3 separate regions of the Rattus norvegicus genome follow, and all the other regions are linked to region 1. Evidence: chromatin contacts called from public Hi-C data. All regions are on one chromosome and are shown on one strand. Each heading gives the region's core, a stretch centred on a gene start, on an enhancer-like site or on the middle of the called end of the contact. The rest is flanking DNA. Distances are from core to core; before and after follow the strand shown.

Region 1 (4,975 bases), core at 1,553-4,052:
AGTGTAAAAGGCGTTTCTATAAGAACTGGCACCAATCTAAGAAGGCTTTTACCAAATACTGTAAGAAATGGCGAGGTGACACAGGCAAGAAGCAGCTGGGGAAGGACTTCAACAGCGTGAAGAAGTACTGCCAGGTCATCCGCATAATTGCTCACACTCAGATGCGTCTGCTTCCTCTGCTCCAGAAGAAGGCACACTTGATGGAGATCCAGGTGACTGGGGGCACTGTGGCTGAGAAGCTAGACTGGGCCTGAGAGAGGCTGGAGCAGCAGGTTCCTGTGAACCAGATGTTTGGGCAGGATGAGATGATTGACATCATCGGCTTGACAAAAGGCAAAGGCTACAAAGAGGTGATCAGTCATTGGCATACGAAGAAACTGCCCGAAAGACCCATCGAGATCTGCACAAAGTTTCCTGTATTGGAGCTTGGCACCCTGCCGGTGTAGCCTTCTCTGTGGCTCGGCTGTCATCACCGAGCAGAGATTAACAAGAAGATTTACAAGATTGGTCAAGGTTACCTCATCAAGGACGGTAAACTGATCAAGAACAACGCATCTATCAAGGACGGTAAACTGATCAAGAACAATGCATCTACTGACTATGACCTGTCTGACAAGAGCATCAACCCACTGGTTGGCTTTGTCCATTTTGGTGAGGTGACCAATGACTTCATCATGCTCAAAGGCTGTGTGGTGGGAACCAAGAAGAGAGTGCTTGCTCTTCGGAAGTCCTTGCTGGTCCAGACCACACGTCGGGATCTAGAGAAGATTGAACTGAAGTTCATTGACAACACCTTCAAATTCGGACATGGTCGCCTCCAGACCATGGAGGAGAAGAAAGCTTTCATGGGACCACTCGAGAAAGATGGCATTGCCAAGGAGGAAGGTGCTTGATGTCAGGAGTACTTTATGCAGCTGGTGGGGTCTCATCAATAAAATGTTTCCAGTAAAAAAAGTGTATATTCATACCAAGAAGTGATGGATACCTGACACTCAGTTATATATTTTCAGAATAGCTTTTAAATTCCCCAACTATTTCTTAAAAGTTGATTTTTTTACTGTTTATGATTTTTTGATGCTTTTTAAAATTATGGCTTGAAGTTACAAAATAGCCTCTGTCTTCTCTCCTTATATCAAACTTTCTTTTCTCTTAAATTCAAACACCCTCAGTGAGCTAGTACTAAGAATTTCATTAGTATATGATATTTACAAATTCTACTTCCTTTTGAGGAAGAAAATTGAAAACAAATAGAAAAGTTGAGTTCTGTCCTATTTTGCTTCTCATTTGTTCATGATGCTTTAGGTGTTAATTAAAACTGTGTTTTTCATCCCTCCCTATAACCTACTTTCTACATGAAATAAACATTATCATCATCATTTAAGAAGTAAGTGTATTTAAAGAGATGGCTCATCAATTAAGAACACTTACTGCTTTGAAGAGGATCCAATTTCCTGGTACCCAAATCTAGTGGCTCACAACTTTCTGTAACTCCAGGTCCAAGGAAATCCCATGCCCTTTCCTGGGTTTTGCAGGCATGCATGGGTACACTCACAACACAGACAGGAAGTCAGACAGGTAGACAGACACACACACACACACACACACACACACACACACACACACACACACAAATAAATAAAACCAAAAATAAATCTAAAGGACAGGAAGGAAGGAAAACAATAAAATAAAAACAACAATTAAAAAAAAAGAGGTAAAACAATTTCCTTGTTGTGGCAATCCAGCAGAACCTGGTGTTGAAATCAAGGTTTACTTAAGCTTCAGCCTTATCATTTGGACATTTATATTGTCTGTGCTTTCTACTGACTCACTATTGCATTTCAGTAATCATTTCAACTGTTTCACAATCTAGTCCATTCTTTTCACAAATAACCATTAAAGACTATGTGGCCAGTAGTCTATGCACTGGAATCTACAATTTAGCAAGTGAGAGACAATAAAACTGTACAGTTCTTGTCTATTTTCTAATAAATTACCACTGCCTTTGCAAGTCAAACAACACACATTTATTATCACAGCTACTGTGGGTCACGAGTGGAACATGAAACTCTGCTTAGGTCTTGTATAGATGCCATCAACTACGAATAAAGCTTGGGTCACTACCTGAGATTCGTACCTCTTCCAAGTAATTAGTTCTTTGCGATTGTTGAACTTTTGGATTTTTGTTCAGCCACCAGAAGCCACCCACAGTTGCTTGTCATGCAAGCTTCTTCAGAGGGAACTTTCAAAGCTTAACAGATTGTTATTTCAAAGCCAGCAAAAAGTAAAGACCTAGTTAATTTTTTTTGTAACGTGTCCTAATCCAGTGACGTCCTACTGCCTTTGCTGCTGTAATCTGTGAAAGTGATAGGCAACCGCCATTGCTATCAGACATTGGTTAGGAACAATTGACAGATCCCTTCTATATCCAAGGAGGACTTTGCACAAAGCGTGACTATCAGAACACAAAACTATGTAAGTACAGAGTAGCATATGCTCTGTCTGCATAAAGTGGAGCAAGAGTAATACTCGTTAGAAACGAGTGATCTGTGAGTAATGGACACGGAATGTTATAGTATGGCCAGGGTCCTTGAGGAAGTGACGCCTAACTAGCTATGATGATCTCAAGGGTGGCTGGAAGACAGTCGAAGTCCAGGAAAATGATATGAAGTCAGACTGGTAGGAAGAAGCTGGTTCACAAAAGGATTTATTTGTGCATGTACATGTTTCTGCTTCATACTAATACTGTGAGGGCTGGTAGAAATCCTCAGTAGACGAATGACCAAACTTGCCAGTAAGCCAGGTGACTGAGTTCAATCACTCAAAACACACACAGTAGAAGGAGAGAGCAAACGCTCAGAAGTTGACCTCTGATCTCTAACTGCATTGTGGCTCATTTTCCCTCCCATTCTAAATAAATAAATAAAGTTAATTTTAAAATTAAAAAAACAATACATTAAATACTATGAAGATGTAATCTGGTTAAATATTTTGAAGGATCACTCCAATTGCTATATTAAAAATTGCTCAGAGACTTGGCAGTAGGAGTAAGAAGACTGTAGAAGACTTCCATAGAATGGTCTGAGGCATAAGAGATAAGGCTTTGGAATGGTGTAACAGTGGTTGAAGACGAGATGAGTGAGGATAACAGCAGTTAGATTTGCTGTTCTATTAGACACTAAGCAAGGAATAGAGAAATGCAAGAAAAGCACCTTCACCTTTGTTCTTACTAGTTTGTAAAAGATTATCTGCATCCAAGTAATTACTCTCTGGTGTTAATCTAATTAAGATACATCAAATTCTCCGAATGATGCTCTATAGTGAAGGAATTCTACACTCTATAGGCCATATGCAGCCTTTCGGTGTTGAATAATGTCTGACAAGATCACACATCACCCTTGTTTTTTGTCCAGAGTCATTGTCTTACAGACTTTGTTTATAGATTTAGAAAATGCTAAATTAACATCTGTGTCACTACCATTTGGAGTAGGAAATACAATGGTTTCCTTAATGTGGTAACTCTTAATTAAGTTAGCATATTTTCCTCTGTTCTCTTAAAGTGATCATTTACATGAAAATCAAGTCAAGTTTGATTTGTTTTGAGGCTAAATCACTTGAAGGTTTTAGTATCCACAATCCTCTTAACATGTATCCAATGGCCAAAATGAAGTCCTGCCTATAAATGATGGTAGGGGAATGTGTTCATTCTTTGATTCAGAGACAAATCACAGAAAGTAGTTCCAATTTACTGACATTTCAAGTGTGAGCCACCACTTTCTGTAGCATAGTGTGATGGCCACAGCTCATAACAACCTGCTCTAAATCATAAAAATTACTAGAAGAGGCTCGAAGATTTTGAACACAAAGTAATGAGCAGATGGAAACATTAATCATCCTGGCTGATCAGTATACTACATTAAAAAAAAACTACCACATTGTATGCCCACAAACATTTGTAATTAAAATAACTCTCATTTAAAATAAGAAATAAATAAAAACTAGGAAATAAAACCATTAAGAAAAACAGAGATCAAATAAATGACACCTACTACTCTACTTTGAAAGTTCAGGTTTCACATGTGAGTGACATTGTGCAGTGTTTGCCTTCCTGTGACTGGTTTATTTTACTTAGCCAGGTGTCCCCCAGGTTCATGTACACTGTAAAAGTAGAAAAAAAAATCCCTTCTTTTTAATGGCTAAAGAATACACACACACACACACACACACTCACACACACACACAGAGACACACACAGACACACACAGACACACACAGAGACACACACACACAGAGACACACCCACAGACACACACACAGACACAGACACACACAGACACAGACACACAGACACACACAGAGACACACAGAGACACAGACACACAGAGACACACACACAGACACACACATAGACACAGACACACACAGAGACACAGACACACAGAGACACACACACAGACACACACATAGACACAGACACACACAGACACAGACACACACAGAGACACACACACAGACACACACAGATACACATACACAGACACACACATAGACACAGACACACAGACACACACATAGACACAGACACACAGACACACACATAGACACACACACACACTTCATTTACTTTTCATCTGTTAGCAGCTTTCATTTCTTTATCTCGTGTTAGAAATAACAAAGTAACAAACATGAAAGTGTAGACATTTCTTTGCAATTCTGTGTCATCCATATATATATTTAGTAGCAAGGCCACTGCTGGATCACTTGGCAGTTTTACTACTTATTTCTTCATTCATTCATTTGTTTATTTCAGACAAAGTCTTACTAGGTAACCCAGTCTAGCTTTAAACTTGGGTAATCCTCCGACCTCAGCCTCTCAAGTGCTGGGATTCCAGCCAAATGCCACCACATGAGCTCTAATCTTTTAAATTTTATTAGGTTTATTTATTTGGGTGGGGAAGTGTACATAGAGAGGACAAAG
Region 2 (4,975 bases), core at 1,268-3,767, 240 kb before region 1:
AATCATTAAACTTTGGTGAAGAGAGTCGATGAGATGGACCAAAGGCCTGCAGCATAAGCCCAAGGACCTGAGCTCCATCCCTGCAAGTGGAAGGCGAGAACCTATTTCACAGAGCTGTCCTCTGACCTCCATAAATACTCAGTAACACACATGCCCTCACCCAAGCATATCACGCACACACACACACACACACACACACACACACACACACACACACACACAGACACACATGCACTCACACACACACAAATAACTAAAATAGCAATAATAAAATACCTTCTAAGTATATGAAAAATAAAAGCATGTGGCTGAGATGTCTCTCCTTTGGCTAAGACTCCATATGGCAGAGTAGAGACAGCAGGAGTTACACTGAGGAAAGTAGCATGTCAAAGCCTCTATGTTGCTTGTGAGACATGAGGGCACCCCACCACAGTGACAACAGGCAACAAAAACAGGCACCACTGGGTGTAGTGACAGCATCCGAAGTCCCAGCATGTGGGAGGCTGAAAAAGGAGGATCACAAGTTCAAGGCTAACTTGGACCATGTCTCTAAAACAACAAGAAGCTAGAACTGGGAAATCTACAAGGAAATGAAGTCTGCCAGCAACCTGAGTGAGTCTTTCTTCTTCGGGCCTCTGGGTGAGAGTGCAGTGCAGTATGGCAGCTTCCTGGTATCTCCAGCTGCATTTTGTGGGGTGGGGGTGGGTGGATCATAGAATCCTGATTATAAATCTGGGCTCCTTAAATCCATAAAGTTCTTGGCCATTTGTAAGACATCAATAGAAAAGGGTCATAGAAGATTCCTCCTCAGATAAAACAATTTACACAAGGAAATGTAACAGAAATGACAAAGTAACGAGAGAAACACTAAGTCACAAGGGCCGATACCTCAGAGTGTGACAACGGAAACATTTCTTTCAGGGAAAGCTCACATTTGCTATGTAGAACTTAAAGAGTTCATATGTGAAGAGACATCTATCACACATACACCAAGATATCCTGGCATATGAGCAAAGCTCCTCGTTAAATGAAGAAGGGGGTAACTACATTAACCGTGAACTAAGAAGCAGCTGACATGATCAATAGATAAACTGATCTAATAATGGCATAATAATCAGCCATGTTCTCTAATTAAGAAACAATGGACACTCATCATCATTATCGCTCATCGTAATGAATGTCTCTCACACAACCATGAAGAATTTTAAGAGCAGTCTCATAGGCTGCAGGCTTCTGGCATCTTGAAATCCTGTTGTTTGTTGTTGTAAAAATATAAATGTATGTGGCTGGCAAATTACTGCAAGCACAAGTATTTCTATCTCTTACCTTTCTTACCACAGAGAAGACTGTAGATCTATGGATTCAGAAGTGCGTAGAATCTTAGAATATAAAACAAGAGGAAACATGTGGTCTTTGCTTCAGAGAGGGGCGCCAAGTGTCAGTGTAAGACATTGGCTCAGGGTAGAGACAAAACGCTGAAAGGTAACATAGGCCAGCTGGAGGGTAAATGGCTCTACAGATCCAGGCTGTAGAGACATGTTGAAGGACAAGCTAGAGCCCCACTATTGGAAGATGACCAAGATGCCAAATGTTGGTATTGGCAGTGAGGTTCTCTAAAACACTTGCTGGCACATGCCTTCTTGGATAGTCAGTTACAAAGGAGCCTCCCTGTGATGCGCACATGAAGACCTCTGGCAATCATCAAAGCCCAGCTGCGAGCTCAAGATCTAGCTCAAGAAAGCACAGAAAATCAGATGAGGGAAGGAGCAGAAAGAAAATTAGAAGAAACAGAGTAGCCCAGGGAGCTAAAGAAAAAACAGTGAGACCATGGGAAAGCAAGAAGATGAAAAAAAGAATGGAGGGAGAAAATGCAAGAGAGCAGGCACCCCTTACTGAACCAAAGCAAGATCCCAGACGCTGGGTGGACACAGGATACAAGCCCAGACATCCCACTGGGATCCCCACACCCACCCCATTCCAGCTCACATATGCTGCCTTTAGAAATAGGGACACGCCAAGCAAAGCATTTCCTCTCCCTTCCAGGAATGAAACTTAAAATTTAAAACTGGCTTTAGTTACTCTCCTCACTGCTATATCTTTAGCATTGAAAACTATCCTTAGCATGTGGTAACTGACCAAGAATTATCACTAACTGAATGAATAAATTAATGAATGGTCATATTTTAAACAAGAGACTACGTAGGTAGATCTAGTACTTACATAGGTCACCTGACAAGTCACAAAGTATTTCCACACATGGACACAAAAAAAATCAGAGCATTATTTGTACTCAAACTTGAACCTTGCTCTTGGCTTGGCCTAAGTACACACACACACACACACACACACACACACACACACACACACACACTGAATGTGGGGACCAAGCAGACAAAAGCTCTCTTAGAAAACATCAGGTGTCTTCCTGCCAGGGAGCGCCACAAGAATTTGCTGAGTAAACACTCCATTCTATAAGTGTCACAACCACAATAGGGGTGGGACCCCCCACTGTCTCCTCTACAGGGCCAAAGACACCTCCCTGCCGGAGCTTGAATGTGTGTTGTACTTACTAGCCAATAGATTCAAAGGTCAATGTGCTTAGCCAATAAGTTTAAACTGTAACCTTGCTTGTACTCCTAAAACAGTATAAAAAGTGTGTGCCTTTGTCCCTGGGGGTCACCTCTGCCCCGATTGCAGAATGACCCTAGTGCACTAGACTAGTAAACCTCTTGCTTATTATATCGATCTCCGTCTCTGTGTCTCTGTGTGTGGGACATCCTGTACACAGGACTCAGTGGGCTTTTCTCAAGTCTTACAACAACACACACACACACACACACACCATGTGTGTGTGTTAGGATTATTTTATTTTTTTATTTACATATATATATGTATATGCAGATGCCTATGCAGTACATAAGAACACATAAACACTGGATCTGAATAGGATATCATGAGGTACCCACTAGGGGTCTAGCAACTAAACTCAGATTCTTTAGAAGAGCATTAAGTGCTCTTAACCACTGTGCCATCTCTCCAGCCCCTACAGGTGCATCTGTGTGTGCTTTCTTGTCCCTCTCTCTGGGTCTTTATTCTTATGCTGTCTTAAAGTCTCCTGAAGACAGTGGCTTTAACCTGCTGTTACATGATTGCTGTGCATGCTCAGTTATGGAGTGGAAGTTAATCTAATCAGCAGTTAGAAATAATGATTGGTTTAATTGTTATTTTTTAAAAAATATGAATACAAGTTGATTGCAGATTCGACTTTTAAGCATTTGTAAAATGAGTGAAAGTTTGTAAAAGTATTTTATTCGCCTGGTGTGATTGTCATTTTGGAGCCTTCCTGCTGGACAAGCTCACTCTTTCTAGCTCTTTCTGAACTCTGCTGGCTGGTTCAACTCAGCTGTTCTGACTCAAACTCCAGAGCTGACTGTTTCAATTTAGCTCCTCATGGAATTGCTCTGCCTGGCCTCAAACTAACTCTGGCCATCTGTTCTCATCTGACTCCTTCTTATTCTCTGACTTCAGCTGCCTCTGCTGATCTGTGCTCAACTACATGAACTCAGGACAAACTCCCAGCTCTGACTCCCAACTGCCTCAACTCTCAACTCTGTCTCTCTGTCTCTCTGTCTCTCTGTCTCTCTGTCTCTCCCTCCCCCCCCCCCTCTCTCTCTCTCTCTCTCTCTCTCTCCCTCCCCCACCCTGTGCTGCTCTTAAGAAGTGTCTCTTTCCTATCTGTCCCCATGAGACATCTTATTTCTGACTCACGTTGTCTAATCTTTCTCTGATTTGTCACTTTGTCTGCCCCTCAATTAGACATCACTATCAAGCACTGCTCCTTCTACGAACTAAACTTACCTACATTGTTTGGCATTAAAGGTGTGTGTATACTAAAGGCATATCTGTATTCCACCCAGAGGAGTTAAAAAGTCCTCTACAAAAATTAAAACTGGTTAAAGTATTGGATTGACAGTGACAGAAGTAAGAATTTATCCAATTTTGTGGAGATGTGCACTCTCAAAAATATAAGCATACGAATTTACTGTAATGGGATTATGTTCCTATTTCCCTTTTGCCTAAATATTTTTGAGTATAGAGACAAAGTAAGTTGGGAAAGTAAAGGTGTATTTGACATCATGGGTTGTCACTGGAGACATGATTTGAAGCCCAGGTTAACATATGAGATCTAGGTCCTGGAGCTGCAGAGCATGCCCAGTAAGTATTCCCTACTCTCACAGAAGACCCTGATTCTGTTCTCAGCACCCACACAGCAGCTCATAACCATCTACGACTCCAGTTCCCAGGAATCTTGTGCCCTCTTCTGGTTTCCGTAGACTCTTGCATGCACCTGGTACACAGAAATACAATCAGGCTCACATACAAAGAAAAGAAAATAATTTTAAAATAAATAAAATAAAGCCCAGATCTTCTGAATGACAAGACTTTTCAGGTTTGACAAGGTCCTCTTTTGGAGAGTAACATGGCTTTGACCATCTGAACTTATACATAGTCACATTCAATCCCTGAAATGCGCTTCTGACTTTGGTTCAGAGATGTACTGTGCACTTCACTAAGTTACAAGCACAAGGCAGAAGTGTTACTAAGACAGGAAAAAATGTATCATTGTCCCTGTGCTCTCTCTTTCTTGGGCCTTTTATGCTCGGCATTTCCTCAGGTAAACTTATGTTATTATATGTCTGTTTTAACTTGTCTATGATGATTCATATTTTTTAAAAAACAACCCAGCAGAGCAGGAGTAATTTTTAAGACTGTCTTTAGCTTCCAGCACATCGCATCATATCAGAAAGACTGCATGATTCAGTAGGATAATTTCAGCTATAACATAGCTCTCTAACCAGTAACTCTGTATCACTTTAGAGTTACAGATTACATACATAAAGGCATCTGAATCATTAAGGGTGAAATTGAAATCTATCTTTTACCAAAATTAGTGAGCCTGTATTTATATCACACA
Region 3 (4,975 bases), core at 1,704-4,203, 130 kb before region 1:
TTTCCTGCCGTACACAACCGGTTGGGGAGAACAGCATCTCCAAGACCATAGTCATCGGCTTTGTGTTCATCATCTCCAATCCGGGTTCTCCCTTCCTAAATGTGCCTGCTCATATACACGTGCATGGCATACAGCCAAGGTTATCCAATATGACATTATAGTGAGAGCAAAAGCCTGTAACAAGAGATAGGTACTAGTAAACAGTCCCATGAAAAAATCTATGAAGATGAACTTATTGAAACAACAACGGATTAAAGGGAGTAACAAGGAAAAAAAAAAGCTTCTAGCATTTTCCGTGAGGATCAAGATATATAGAAGTTCTATATATTGAAATCTCTGACGCCAAAAGGAAAACAATATTTGGAAACATAATAAATGGTATGATATAGCATACCATGTAGAGATATACAGGCTTGTTTAAAGGTGCTGTCTGAAAGAGCGACGTTAATTTAAGATAGTGTGATATTTTAAAGCATAAAGTAGAAAAAAAAATCACCTGGGGTGTAGAAGAAACAAGACTTAGAACAAGGCTCCACAGAAAGTTAGTATTCACAAGTGAGAAAAACAGTGGCAAGGCAGACAGAAACGATAACAGAAGGCAGGGCGTGGGCCATAGGAAGAGGACGGTCTGCTGCCCAACAAGAATTGTCTCTGTTGTGTGAGACACGTTCATCCAGAGAGCTGTGGTAAGGTATCTGCTTGTGGTTAGTTTTCTGTTATTGTACACTTAAAACCCGGTCAAAGGGGAAAGATCTCATGTTACACCTTTAAGTCATACACAGAAGAAAGCGAGGTAGGGGATGAAGGAGTCAGATTCCGAGAGCCAGAAAGTTTTTCTAAGTAAGGTGTTCATTTCCAGAATAAAGGATGAATGAATCATGGGGTTGAATTATGTGTAGAACAGAACACATCTCTTGAACTTGTCAAGGGAGCTCTCAGACGCCGTAGAGAACAAAGCACCTTTTGGCTTTCAGGAAGAAAGCTCAGGGGCTTAAGACACTGTGGGGTGAGGCAGTACTAGGAAGTGGAGAAAAACTGCCTGGTGGAGTGTCAAAGGATTACCTGAGTGTATGCGAAAGAAGAGACACATAGGGAGCCTCGCCCCTGAAAAACTTCTTCAGTAGACCTTGTATTTACTTACTCTATGCTTTTCTCACACCCATCTCAGGCTGGAGAAGCTTCGTTTACATGGTTCCTGGAGGGTAAAACCAACTGAAGGGACTCACACTACACTTTCCTGCTTGAAAGCAAAACCCACATTCCCAGACTCAAGAAATGATGAGGGGCTCTACTTATTCACCCATGGCTTACGCTTCTTTTAAAGGATCTCGGAGTGTGGGCTTGCAACAGGGCAGCGCTATATCAGGAAGACTAAGCATGCCTTTTCTTTCAAAGAATAAGGCCCTGTGTTACAAAAGGAAGTGGCAACGTCCCTCACTAGGTATCAACCAAAGTTCACACTCTGTCATCGGCAGAATATTTTGTGATGATTATTTGCCCCAGGCTGGGTTTCTTTAGCCATAAAACCCTGACTGCAAGGTTCCTGTCCCAACCTGTGCTTATGAATAGTCTCTGGGAATTCTGATTGAATTCATTCCTTGGGATGTCCAGTAACCAATCACATTCTTCAGTAATTAAAAATGCAGGAATCCCTTGTGAAAGGAAACTTGAGGAGAAATGGAAGAACTCTCACTTCCACACTTTGGTTCCCTGGGTTCCTCCAGGCTTCCTTCAAAGCCAGCTTGAGTGATTGCTGCAGGCTATGGGGGGAAAGGACAGTATCAAATTGGTAGCTATTTGCCCTGGCATAGTGAACTTTTGCCTTGTACAAGAGACCCCCGATAAAACTATAATCTGGAGCATTCTTTTCCCAAACTCCCCAACGGCCTAGTCAGTCCCAGAGGTGAATTCTTGAGTCTTCTGGTTCCCTAGGGAGATCAAGACCTGTCCCCAATAAAGCCATAAATTTTGATTCACACTTCTGAAAGGGCTGAAGGTCCTGCCTGTTGTACTTCTTACAGCAAGAATCTGAGCAGGAGTTGAGAAGAAAAATCAAAACTCCTTCTAGGACAAGATCTCGGGACCAGGATGTTCACTTCTCAGAGATTTAGGGAATCAGTGGTCACCTCGTGTGGACCCATCTCCTAACTTTGTAAGAAAAGTGCAGAGTCTCTCTCTCCTTCATTCCAACTCTCACTTCTAGAATCCTCCCATCCCAGCACCACGGAACCCTCAAAAGCAACAAGTCTTTTTTTTTTTTTTTGACCCCAAGGGCACCACGCCGGCCTTTAATGTCCTCTGCCAGGCAGCTGACTTCACTCAGGACCGCCTGAACCCAGGGCTCCTGTGACGGTACTCCAGGCCGGGGCTCAGCCCTGGCGCACCCCGCTCTGCCCAGAGAACCCCGAGGCCAGGGTTTTGGCTGGGCGTCCGCGATCCGCCCCCGTCTCCATCCACGCGCGCGCCTATTACAGCTCGCTCGCAGCTACACTCCCTCCCCTGAGGGGCCTTGGTGTCCGGGTCGCTCGGCTTCCTGCCGTCCTTCCTCACCGCCAACAACTGCTGCAGTTTAAGGTGACCTGAGACCTAGTGATCCGACCCGGGCCAGTCGCCCCGGCTACATGTCCCTCTCCCCGTCCGTGAGTTGGTCCCGGTGCTCACCGCGAGGGTCAACAGGTGTCCCAGGCCGAGGGCAGGGCTCCCGGAGCGCGAGGATCCCGCTGCCGCCATGGCTAACTCAAGGGACAGGTCACCGCCCCGCACCCGCTGCGCAGAGGTGGAGCGCGCACAGGCACTTTTCTCGCGCTTGTCTGATGCTCCCGCCTCGGTCCCCAGGGGCTTTTCCTCTGGCCGAGGGTGGAGCTCCGGGCAAGTCCAAAAGACTCCAATCGGCCACTCCTTGTTATTTTTCTTGAGTCTTCATGACTTTAAGAACTCAACCGGTGGGAACTCCCTGTGGCCGCCACCCTTTCACCTGTGCAGACGACACCTATATGTCCCTTGTCACCCCCCAGCCCCCACCCCGCCCCGATGGCGGTCTAGCAGGATTAACAGCTGGCCCTGCCCAGCAGAAGGCCTGACTGTACTAAGACTCACCGCGAGCTCTGGCCCTGGCCCCGCCCAGAGCACTGCCCACTGCCTGTGGAGTTACCTGGGGAGGCGGGGAGGGGGTGTAACTCCCAAACCCACAACTGCCCTGGATCAACTGGCTGAGTTACATCTGCCTGAAGCTAGCCTGATAAGATGTGGACTCAAGGGACATTCTACTGTGTAAATCAAAGTCCCACAGACATATAAATAAGGTTCTAACAGGAGTTCCGCCCTAAAAGGTCTCAAGGTTCCGAAAATAGATTGACAGTGACACTGGTTCTATAATTTATCGAGGAAAAGGAAAGAGGGAAGGTGGAAAGGAAGGGAAGGAGGAAGGGAAGGAGGAAGGGAGGGTGGGAGGGAGGGAGGAGGGGGAGGGAAGTAAGGAGACTAGGGAGGGAGGAAGGAAAGAAGGAAGAAAGGAAGGAATAATAAAACAAGTTACTATAGAAACCCATCAACTGAGGCCTCACCATTGGCTAAATGTGGGCCCTCTGATTTCCTCTATGTTGTCTTTTGTGATTTTTTTTTTCTCTGAGCACGTCCCACATGGAGTTCTGGACATTCTGGTACCAATTATTTTTCTCTGTTCTGACATCAGGATTAGAATTCGTGATGAAAAGTGAAAAAGAGCAGGAGTATTCACACTCTGGACTTGACAGCACTTGAGCCCATGAGTTATAACAGAACTTAAGCAGAAAGATTAAACCTGAGAGCTCGGAATTCTGCAGAAGGCCTCGCCGTGCTGACTCATCTGCACCTCTTTTCTAAGACACTATAAAGGCTTCACCAGAAAGGCAAACGTGTCCCTTCCTTATTGCCTGGTTTAAAGACAGTCGCAGAGAGCAAACGTGAAGCGCTGACCACAGCGCTCAGTACCATTTCAATTATTGACACTGCTTCCCCTCTGTGAACGCCCCAGAACGGTGGTAACAGCAACCACACGCTTAATTCAAAATTAATAGTTAATGCCTGACCTGGTGGTTTCTATCAATGTAGGTGTTCTATTGTCTCCAGAACCATAAAATGAGTAGCCCTTGCTAGTGAAATAAGTCTGGGTCATGAGTCTGACTGTCATGTGTTGTTTTCTTATTTCTTAATGCTCATTTGTGCTTGCCCAGTGCTGATTTCATAAATTCCTAGCAACTCACTGGTGATGACATCGCACTGTCCAGCTCCGAGCTTTCTAGAAAACACAGAAGCCAGCGGGTTTCAGCACCACTCCTCTTGCCAACAGGACACTGACACACGCTTTGCTACCCTCAGCCTCCAATACCTTTGGAATGCCTCACGCTCCTCCTCACTAAGGAAAAGGAAGCCATGTGCCAATTAATCTCAGGTAAATGGAGCTTTCCAATGGCAACTTTTATTTGTTTCTTTGTGAAAGTTTGCTCAAGGAATTAGATAAAAATTACAGACTCTAAGTAAATGCTCTGCCGTAAAGGATTAGACTAGCTGGCCATTGCAAACGTCTCCTCGAACCAGTTTTGAAACATCCTACCGTGAAAGACTGAGAGGTGTGGATGGATGTGGCTCCTTTAGGAACTGCCGTTCGGCTGCGGACAGAACTCTGAGACAGAAGCCAGCTCTGCAGTACTCTAAGAGCGTCAAAAGTAAAGATCAGCTTTCTGTTCGTCCTGCCCTGTTGTGAGAACTCCTCGGGCCTCTGTGCTCACGGTTGGTAAGGACACTGGCTGCTGCCCTCGGGACCCCCTTCATCTTCATCTGAACTGCTGAACTGATCCTGAGAGATTTACTAAGAAACGGCTGAGACAGAAGCCGGTTACATAGATATTACAGTCAGAACCAAAAGCTCCTTAAACCCAAGAATATTGTAGACCTTGAACTCTGGGGACCAAATCTATCCAATAGCTTCATAGTCTCC

What was found. Hi-C and Micro-C count contacts between places; a contact is called where the count stands out from the background.
Region 2: a contact with region 1 is called in a Hi-C map of liver, with 2.7 times the contacts expected there. The contact joins two enhancer-like sites. A contact is called at or near these places in 2 of 12 Hi-C or Micro-C datasets (liver and mammary epithelial cells).
Region 3: a Hi-C map of liver shows a contact between it and region 1, with 3 times the contacts expected there. The contact joins the promoter of Dsc2 here to the enhancer-like site in region 1. A contact is called at or near these places in 3 of 12 Hi-C or Micro-C datasets (hepatocytes, liver and mammary epithelial cells).

The regions. Positions count from the first base shown.
Region 1 is chr18:11,883,074-11,888,048 of GRCr8, forward strand. It overlaps the pseudogene Rpl3-ps1. Among named protein-coding and RNA genes, the nearest start is that of Dsg1, 63 kb to the right of the region's middle. Within about 2 kb of position 2,803, at least 2 of the 93 cell types and tissues checked have an H3K27ac peak or open chromatin away from gene starts, as enhancers often do. A contact at or near this core is called in hepatocytes and liver, where this site is marked.
Region 2 is chr18:11,645,619-11,650,593 of GRCr8, forward strand. No RefSeq gene overlaps it. Among named protein-coding and RNA genes, the nearest start is that of Dsc3, 41 kb to the right of the region's middle. Within about 2 kb of position 2,518, at least 2 of the 93 cell types and tissues checked have an H3K27ac peak or open chromatin away from gene starts, as enhancers often do. A contact at or near this core is called in liver, where this site is marked.
Region 3 is chr18:11,754,513-11,759,487 of GRCr8, forward strand. Dsc2 (desmocollin 2) reads right to left here and starts at 2,954. Exons shown (of 16, transcript NM_001033688.2): 1 at 2,662-2,954. The coding sequence starts at 2,730.